Regions from separate parts of the Mus musculus genome. Here all the other regions are linked to region 2. Evidence: chromatin contacts called from public promoter capture Hi-C data. All regions are on one chromosome and are shown on one strand. Each heading gives the region's core, a stretch centred on a gene start, on an enhancer-like site or on the middle of the called end of the contact. The rest is flanking DNA. Distances are from core to core; before and after follow the strand shown.

Region 1 (2,869 bases), core at 136-2,635, 220 kb after region 2:
TCCACCTTACTTCCCTGCAGCCACATTGGGCACCTAGTCTCCCGGCCTCGTGCCCATCTCCCCGGGAGATCTCTGTCTCTGCTTTTCCTCTGACTGACAAGTTTGCTCTTCCTCATATGGCTGGCTCTCCCTCGGTCTGGGTTATTTTCCCAGAATGCCCTTCCCTGGCTTCTCCCTTTCTCCAAACCACTCCTCCATTTGTTTAGGACCGTTTTGCTCATTGTCCTTCTCCAGGTAAAAGATGGGGCTACTGGCATCCACGTCTATGCTTCACTGCTCTTGTCCCCAGAAAGATATGGTCCTACTAGGTGCTGAATTATGATACAGGTGAGTACATGGAGGATGGACAAGCTCACACAGTGTGCTACCACCTTCTCACTGTGCTTTTCCCTGTGTGGGGAGACAGTGCTCCTCAAAGGTGGAGAACCATGGGGCAGGGAGGACAGAGCCCACGGGAAGGAAACACTCTTTTCCCGACAGCACGAGGCAACAGGCAGCAGCCTGCACAACAGTTTGTTCCCAGAAATTCTGTGTGTATTTTGAAACCTCCCAAAGAGTTGACAGGCATGGATCTGGGGTGTACCATATTGGTACAAATGCACATGCAAGGCGAACTGGGTTCAATCCCCAGTACCCTAAAAAATAAAGATACTGGGTAAACCTGGAAGGAGCTGCTGAGTCCATGCTCCCAGAATCCCATTCTAAGCCTAGAGAATGAATCTGGTCATCATCTATCGTTGACGTGACTTGTTGGGGTTCCTGTGCCCAGGGGTTACGCTCCCGTGCATAAGGACTGGTGGGATTCATGAGTGGGTAGCTAAAAAAAAAGGAACTTACTGGAAAGATATGGGAGGCTCGAAGGAGGAGGGCCTGGCTCAGAGAAGGGGGAGGGTAAAGAAAGGCTGTGTGTGTGATCCATGGGACACAGGAAGGCAGGCTAAGCATGCCAGCATGCAGGAGACCCACCCTTCGCTGCACACTTTAGGTGGAAGCCTTCCTTGCTCTCCCAGTCCTCTAGGGCAAGCTTGTCTGGAGTCAGTATCTGCCAACTGGGGGGAGCAGTGATTTCCCCTGCCCTCTCCTGCAGAAAAACCAAGAGGTCACACCCCCTGGTTGTCACTTGTCTGCAGCAGGCCTGATCTGAATCTAGTCCTGTCAGGACTGTGAGCAGAAAAGTGGCCCCACCGTGGCTGGCTGGTCCTGACCTGGTCACAAACATAGGGGATTGTTGGTGCAATGATGGTGCAACTGGTGGCCCTGGTTCCCCCACCCCGAGGCAATCAATTTAACATTGTGCATCTTTATGGACAAGCTGGACCAGTGGAATGTCTGCAGCTGGCTCCCACCTGCTTGAGGGACCCTACTGCCAGACCTGTCAAACTGGCTGAGGTCATGCTGAGAGTTTAAAACTGGCCCTGATGGGAGTGTTTACGCCACAGAAGTTGCCCAATGCCATATGTCAAACCTACTTGTTTTTCTTTCTCAGAGAACTAGTTATTAAACCAGTCCCCATGTGCATGAGAGCACGCATGCACATGCACATGTGCGTGCGCGCGCGCGCGCGCACACACACACACACACACACACACAATGTGCATTACCAGGACACACTGTGCTTGGTCTTACTGTATTACTTTTTAATCACTACTAGATTGTATCTTTAACCATGAGATTAATCTGTAGTGTGTTGTTTTAAGGTTCCACACTGGGCTGACAGTCTGTGGATTTTTCTTTTCTTCTCTTTTCTTTTTGATAGGTTTTTCCCTTTATTCATGAGATCGTAAAGAGACCAGGCCATAAACCTCCAGCTCTGTGAGTCCCATGACTTGAACAGGCCCCAAGGGGAGTGAGGGTCAAGTCTGTGACTAGCAGGAAAGTTCCCTTTTCTCTAAGCCACTCTGACTCTATCTTGAAACCAGCAACCAGTAATTGTGTCTATGATGTTATGGCTAAGAAATGAGTCTTGGGAAAGAGTAGACACAGTGGCAGTGTCCTGATTTTCTTTTATTCCACTAAGGGGGAGCCACACTGTTCCTTTAGCAGCATCTCCAATATTCTAATTCCCTTCTGGGCTCCTTGTCTTAAGAACGTTCTAGCAAAAGTCTCCAAAACACAGTTGAGAAATTCAGCCGCTGTGACTGGAATTCTGCCTGTTTGAATGAACTCTGTCCAACCTGGACTTTCTATGCTTTCCCGGAAGACAGACGCTTCCTTCAAGGATGCGTACTGTGTCCACGTGAGGCAGCGACTCCGGATAGCCATGTTCCTTTTCTGAAGGCTCAGCCATGACTCTTCTTCTAGCTGGATTATCAGGTACCTTTAAAATACTCACCTTTCAGAGGAAGCAAGCGACCACCTGCTCAATGGGATCCTGGAACACCTGGTGCATGTCCATGGTGACCCCCATGTCATGCACCCTCTTTCAGGCTCCTTGCCGAGCTCTGGCCACACCCAGGATTTTTCTTTTCTAATTAAGAGTAATACATTCTTTGCATCCACTCCCACTCTTCCCCCCCCCCAAAAAAAAAAACATGTTGATGAGAGTCTTGCTGTGTAGACTAGACTAGCCTCAAAGTGTCTGTGTTGCTGAGGCTGATCTCAAACTCCTGAGCCTTCTGTGCCAGCCTCCCAAGTGCAGACTCAAGGCCTTTGCCACCTTCCCTGGCTACTGTCAGATTTCTCCTCCCCCCTCCCCTGCCCTTCCCCCTCCCCCTCCTCATGTAGCTAGAGATAACCTTTGATTTCTTATCCTCCTGCCTCAGCTTCCCAAGTGTGGGCATTACAGACATGTGCTTTAGTCCTTAAAGCCTTCCTTCCTTGTGTACGGCTTACTTTCCCTCTCTCATTCTCCATCATCTTTGGGACAGCA
Region 2 (3,019 bases), core at 144-2,643:
CCACATGGAGGCTCATAACCATCTGTAGCTCTGCTTCTAGGGGCTCCTACTCATGTCTCACTTCCATGGACACCAGGCATGCAGGTGGGGCACATACATACATTCAGGAAAAACATTCATATGCATAAAATGAATCTTTCAAAAGTTTGTTGAAGAGAATCCAGATATCTAATGTAAAATGACTGGCATGGCGCAGAGAAAAAACATTTATAATTGATTTTTCTGGCCTGTAAGAATGGGAACAGGTAGCAATATCAGCAAAGAGCAGAAGCTGTAGTGTACTCATATAAATAAAAAATCTTAAAAAAAAAATTCAGTCCCCTTTAAAAAAAAAAGGGCAGTTAGTAAATTAGAGAAAGAAAAGTTAAAACATAATGTAATGTCTGGATCAATAGTAAATCACATTATTATGCTCATGATTTTTTTTTTTGTTTTTTGTTTTTGTTTTTTGTTTTTTGTTTTGAGACTCGGTTTCTCTGTGTAGCCCTGGCTGTCCTGGCACTCACTCTGTAGACCAGGCTGGCCTTGAACTCAGAAATCTGCCTGCCTCTGCCTCCCAAGTGCTGGGACTAAAGGTGTGGGCCACCACTGCCTGGCAGTATACTAATGATATTACAAATGACAAAAATTAACAAAAATGATAATGCAGCTATTTAAGATAGGGACTTTGAAAATGGTAAGTTTCTGAAGGTGCTAAACCCATATGTAACATAAGAAGTCAATAATGTCTAATATTACTAAGTCAAGAAACTGCTTAAAGGGGGCTGGAGAGAAGGCTCAGCGGTTAAAAGCTCTGCCAGAGGTCCTGAGTTCAATTCCCAGCAACTACATGGTGGCTCACAACCATCTGTAATGGGATCCGATGACCTCTTTTTGTGTGTCTGAAGACAGCTACAGGGTACTCATATATACAAAATAAAAACAAACCAAAAAAAAAAATAGTTTTAAGAAACTGCTCAAAAAAATGGCAGTAGTTGCCTTTAGGAAACGGGAGCAGCGAGAGAGAAGGGTGACTTAAGAGTGGTTTCCATTATGGTCCCTTTAGGACTTACTAGTCCAATGGCTTCCTAAGGACGTGAGTGCTGGAGGGGAGCCATACCAGGACCCTGCATATGGTAAGCATGTGCCTGGCCACTGAGCTTCACTCCCAGGCACTGCAGGCATTTACATGAATGTGTTACAGATTTAAAATATGTATGTATTAAAAAGAAAGGTATTATTTCCTGTACATGTTGATAGTAACAAAGCAACGCTTATGTCAGATCTGAAGGCAATCACCCTATACATCTTGGATCTAAGTCTGCAGGACTCAGCAGGATTGAAATGAGAACAGGCTTCTCCACCATTAGTGACAATGACTCACTGAGACCTTGGGAATTCAGTATGTGGCAATTCTCTAAGTTTCCCCCACTAAGCCAAGCTCATGAAATCATTAAAAACATGCAAATGTAAGATAGGCTCTCTTCAGTTTCCTTCAGGCCCTCTGCCAGATTCCCATCCCAGCTGCCTTGCCTAATGCGAATGTTCTGGTACACAAGTCCATCGTCACACCCATGAGAAATGCTGTGGGGATATGAGTGGCCCGCTCCAGCTGCAAAGCTAAGACCACACTGGCTGGAATGAGTGGAACCTTCTGCCCCACACAAGTATGGCAATCCTACTATGTTGAGTTCAGGGACCCCAGCCTCACCACCAAGGTCTGTTCTGGGACCAAAGTGGGCTACTGTGCTGGCTCACTGAGCAGAACTTACACACTTATGTGAGGATGACACTCTCCAGCCCTGGAATCCCAGTTACCCAGAAAGTCGATTCCCTTTATGTTGAAATCCTAGTGACTAACTTTTGTCTTACTCCTTTCAGATTCTCTAGTGTACTTGACAGATTCCAGAGCCAATTCACAAGGAGACCCGAGTGGAGAGATGACCTTTATTTGTCAATAACAAATGAGTGAGTGAAGCTGGAGGAAGCACATGAGAGCCACATTATGGTGAACAGTGAGTGCCCTTACATTCCACTGTTGGCACGAAGACTCCGTGTCCCCTGAGACCTCTTCACTTAGCCCCTTGAGTCTCATGGTTTCAAAGTGCTACCTCTCCAAACTGATGCAGCAACGCTCTTTTGTATCTCACTGTCCTGGGCAGGAACCGCCCTGAAGCTATTACTTGGATTTTTTGCAATCCTTTGGATCACCAGGACGGGCAGCTTCTTCCACCAGAGGACTCGGGCTTTTCTAAGAGGGAAGTTTGTAGCCAATCAGTCCAGAAGAGCTGGGATTCTCTTCCAGGCTGGTAGCCAGCCCTTAAGAAATACACATGGGGGCAGAAGGTGCTGCTGCAACAGGGGGTGTTGCCTGAGTCTTCAGATATGTAATCTGTGGTGGAAGAGAGGCAGAAAAGGGAAGGTAACTCAGTCTTTGTTTCTCCTGTGTACAGGTCCTGAAGCCCCTCATCAGCTACTTCCTTCCAAAGCTATTATATCCACTCAAAGTTCCCCTCTGTGACATGCTATCTCCATTCCCAGGTATGACAGCCCCCAGCCCCATCCAAGTTCTTACAGCAGACCATCCTTCCAGCCTAACTCGTGGTTGAAGCAGGCAAACACTCATTACATTCCCATTTCTTGCTGTTTGGTCTAAGAGAGGAGCAGTCCCGGTGGGTTCCATGGGATCCACACGTAGCACACAAAATGAGGCGCCACCGTCTACAGAAAAGCCATGGAGAGATATGGACGGACAGTCAGGACACCAACTGTTACTCTTGAATGTTAGCTACCATCCAGGCTCAGCTATGAGGAGAAAGAACTTCCTGGGAATTTTATTTTTTATGTGTATGGGTCTTTTGACTGCATGTATGTATGTGGATCATATGCATACTGAACTCATGGAGGCCAAAGAATATGTCAGATCCCCTGGGACTAGAGTTGCAGACAGCTGGGAGCTGCAATGTGGATGGTGGGAATAGAAGCTGGGTACTTTGGAAGGGCAATGAGTACTCTTAGCACTGGGCCATCTCTCCAGCCC
Region 3 (2,842 bases), core at 314-2,813, 150 kb after region 2:
CCAATTCCTCCCAGGCTGCTGCAGCACTCCTGTCCCAGACAATAGAAAGCCCCTGCCTTCCCCAAAAGGCGGCTTCAAAGTCAAAGCCACCAAGGGATGGAGATGCCTCTGCCCTCAAACCTCTCTCTGGTGCCGAGGAACAGCAGGCACTGGGCCTTGTGCCCCAAGGGAGGTGGCTCAGCTGCAGGCTTGGCACTGTTACTGGAACCGCTTGCTGGTCCCCATCACTGAGCTGAGAACTGTCCCCATGGCCTGTCTATGGGATTGGGTGTGTGACCACTAGAGAATACTGGGTTTCCTGACATCTAGCCTCAGCTTCAGCTACAGCTTCAAGTACGGCCATCTAATGTCACAGGGGACAGAGATATGGCCTCAGGAGAGGAACACGTGGAGATGTAGGAGGAGGCAGTTATATGAAGCTCAATTCCTCTAATGAATCAGGCTTCCTGGTATTTCCAGAGGTCAGCCAGTCCCTGCATGGCCTTCTGCCAAGGCAGCCCAGCACGCTGGCCCCACGAGGCCAGGAAATGGTCCCCACGAGCCCCATTGGGAGAAATGCTCAATTCAGTCAGAGGGTCACAGTCACTTGTGCTATTTCACAGCCAAACATGAGCATCTAAGCTGCAGGCAGGGGGCTCTGGTTAGTGTGTAGTGAAGTGGGGAAAGCTCATGGTCTCTTGGGAGTATTTTTATGTGAGTTTTGAATTCCATTGCCTGTGGTGGATTTGGGTTCTCACAGGCTAAATACAAGCCCTTGTTCTACTACAGAGCTGCCTGCTCTGAAGGGAAGGATCATTTCTCATCAGATCAAGGCAAAGCAGATCCCAGCCTATGCAACCACAATGGAACCGCTCATGATGGGGAAGTCCTGGCCTGAGACCCAGACCTCCCTGCTCAGTCACAGGCTGCTGCCACCACACCAGATGCCTGGGTCCTTCCATTTGCTAGTCAGAAGCTACGCATCAGGTGGCCCACAGGCCACTGTGAAGCCCCCACTGACCCGAGGAGGTCTGAAGCTAGATTGTAAATCTCCAAAGCTGTGCACCACACAAACCCAGAACACTGTTTGCAAAGACTCACACACTGCTCTGCGGAGAGTGTGCGGGCCTCAAGGTGCCTCTTCATGAGTAGTGCCCCACTGTCATTACCTCTTGACTAAAATGTGCATTTTTCATAATAACAGATCCAGAGGGTCCCTTCTCCTCTTTTAAAAGATAGGGTCTCCTCCCTGTGTAGCTCAGGTTAGCCTTGAGTCTCCTGTTTCAGTTTCCTGACTGGCAATATAGGCATACACCACCATAAACAGGCACCTTGGGTGATTTCTGAAATGGCCTTACATGCTGCTACAGATCTTACATGGCTGCTTACATGCAGGGTTGGAGGGCAAGAGAATCCAAATGAAGGCTGGCCTGCAGCGTGTGTTTGGTCAGCTGGATCTTTTCATCTGTCTGGTTATGCTTTGCAAGATTTCCAACCTCCTCTTTGGTTTGTAAGACTTTTCTCAGCCTTGCTGGGGCTACCAGCATCACACCCACTAGGGGGCAGGAGGCTCAAGGCCGCCAAGCCAAGCCACAGGCATGTATCCCCAGCCTCGGAGAGCTGGTATAAAGTCCAGTCAGATCTGACTCCTGAAGCCATTTGTGCGTCACGCTTTTCTATTTAAAGACACTCAGGCCATCTTTAATCACCAGATCCCCCAGGACTTGAGCAACTGTGGTGGGGGACACTGACAAGGGAACAGCCACTGGAACTGACTCCTGACCTCGTTTCTACCCCATAGTGCCTTCCTGCCATTCACCAAAACCAAAGCTACAGCCTGCGCCTTCCATCAGGGACGGCAGCTCATTTGCCTGACCTGCAACAAACCTCTGGCCTCGCTTTGACACTGGCCTTCCAGACTCTCGTGGGAGGACAGGCTAATGCCAAGGGGACCAAGAATCAGAAGCCCAAGAGCTGCTCCTGGCAGGAAGAAGCAGTATCCAGAATATCCTGTGGTCCCAGTAAACCCGGTCCACAGTGCCAAGCACAGGGCCCTACCTACAGGAATAGAAATGTCCCTAGTGTGGACACCGAGGCGGGCCTTGGGGAAGTGATGTTGTGGGGACAGTGGGTACCCAGGTGGGGCTGTGGTTCAGGGTCAGAGTGCTTGCCTACAGTGGGAAAGGTCCTGGGGTCAATCCCTAGCACTAGAAGGAAGGAAGGAAGGAAGGAAGGAAGGAAGGAAGGAAGGAAGGGAGGGAGGGAGGGAGGGAGGGAGGGGAGGAGAGAGGATAGAAAGGAGGGAAGGATGGAAGAAAGAAAGGTCAGCCAGTCTGAGAAGGCTCACTTGCCACTTTAAGAGGAGACAGCCTTCTGAGGACCAAAAACAGGTCCTCACCATGTTTGTCAGCCTTGATTTTAGACTTCCTGGCTTCCAGAACTTGAGGATGTGTTTCTGTTTCGGAGCCAGCCAGTTTATAGTATTTTGTTTACTAGTCTGCCTAGATCAGATGATATCACTTCCAATTCTGAGCAAGGTGGCCAAGAGAGAAGTCCTGGGAGCAGGTAGAGAGCCAAATACTGGTGACCTAATCCTATAACAATCACTCCCAGCTGCTACCTACTGCAGATCACCCCCCCACACACACACACACACACACACACTCCAGCTTCACCTGGAAGGCCCTGCCTGAGGGAGGGCCCACTTGATTCTGGTCTAGGCACTTCAGCCACCAACAATAGATACTTAAGTGGCAGGTCGAAACTGTTAATGGGGCTTCCACCTGGGACCTGCAGTCCTTCTGATGTCATGGGAGCCAACCTTGGAGAACATCCTGGCCCCTCTGGGAAACCCAACTCCACT

What was found. Capture Hi-C pulls out chosen DNA fragments and counts their contacts.
Region 1: a promoter capture Hi-C map of adipose tissue shows a contact between it and region 2. The contact joins two enhancer-like sites. A contact is called at or near these places in 1 of 39 promoter capture datasets (liver), 1 of 15 datasets of contacts at CTCF or cohesin (large pre-B cells), 8 of 484 Hi-C or Micro-C datasets (the G1E-ER4 cell line, bone marrow-derived macrophages, cerebellum and 2 more), 2 of 115 datasets of contacts at active chromatin or transcription factors (bone marrow-derived macrophages and embryonic stem cells) and 4 of 9 other capture datasets (adipose tissue, embryonic stem cells, embryonic trunk and 1 more).
Region 3: a promoter capture Hi-C map of adipose tissue shows a contact between it and region 2. The contact joins two enhancer-like sites. A contact is called at or near these places in 1 of 484 Hi-C or Micro-C datasets (the N1E-115 cell line), 2 of 115 datasets of contacts at active chromatin or transcription factors (bone marrow-derived macrophages and embryonic stem cells) and 3 of 9 other capture datasets (adipose tissue, liver and pancreatic islet).

Annotation. Positions count from the first base shown.
Region 1 is chr14:31,456,821-31,459,689 of GRCm38.p6, forward strand. It overlaps Gm35907 (a long non-coding RNA gene), which reads left to right. Exons shown (of 4, transcript XR_383329.4): 2 at 235-327. It also overlaps the pseudogene Gm49252. Among named protein-coding and RNA genes, the nearest start is that of Sh3bp5, 22 kb to the left of the region's middle. Within about 2 kb of position 1,386, at least 10 of the 459 cell types and tissues checked have an H3K27ac peak or open chromatin away from gene starts, as enhancers often do. A contact at or near this core is called in adipose tissue, where this site is marked.
Region 2 is chr14:31,235,783-31,238,801 of GRCm38.p6, forward strand. It overlaps Phf7 (PHD finger protein 7), which reads right to left. Exons shown (of 11, transcript NM_027949.2): 10 at 2,555-2,700; 11 at 1,907-2,371. The coding sequence ends at 2,574. Among named protein-coding and RNA genes, the nearest start is that of Phf7, 14 kb to the right of the region's middle. Within about 2 kb of position 1,394, at least 30 of the 459 cell types and tissues checked have an H3K27ac peak or open chromatin away from gene starts, as enhancers often do. A contact at or near this core is called in adipose tissue and bone marrow-derived macrophages, where this site is marked.
Region 3 is chr14:31,384,613-31,387,454 of GRCm38.p6, forward strand. All of the region lies in intron 4 of Sh3bp5 (SH3-domain binding protein 5 (BTK-associated)), which reads right to left. Among named protein-coding and RNA genes, the nearest start is that of Gm35907, 49 kb to the right of the region's middle. Within about 2 kb of position 1,564, at least 100 of the 459 cell types and tissues checked have an H3K27ac peak or open chromatin away from gene starts, as enhancers often do. A contact at or near this core is called in adipose tissue and bone marrow-derived macrophages, where this site is marked.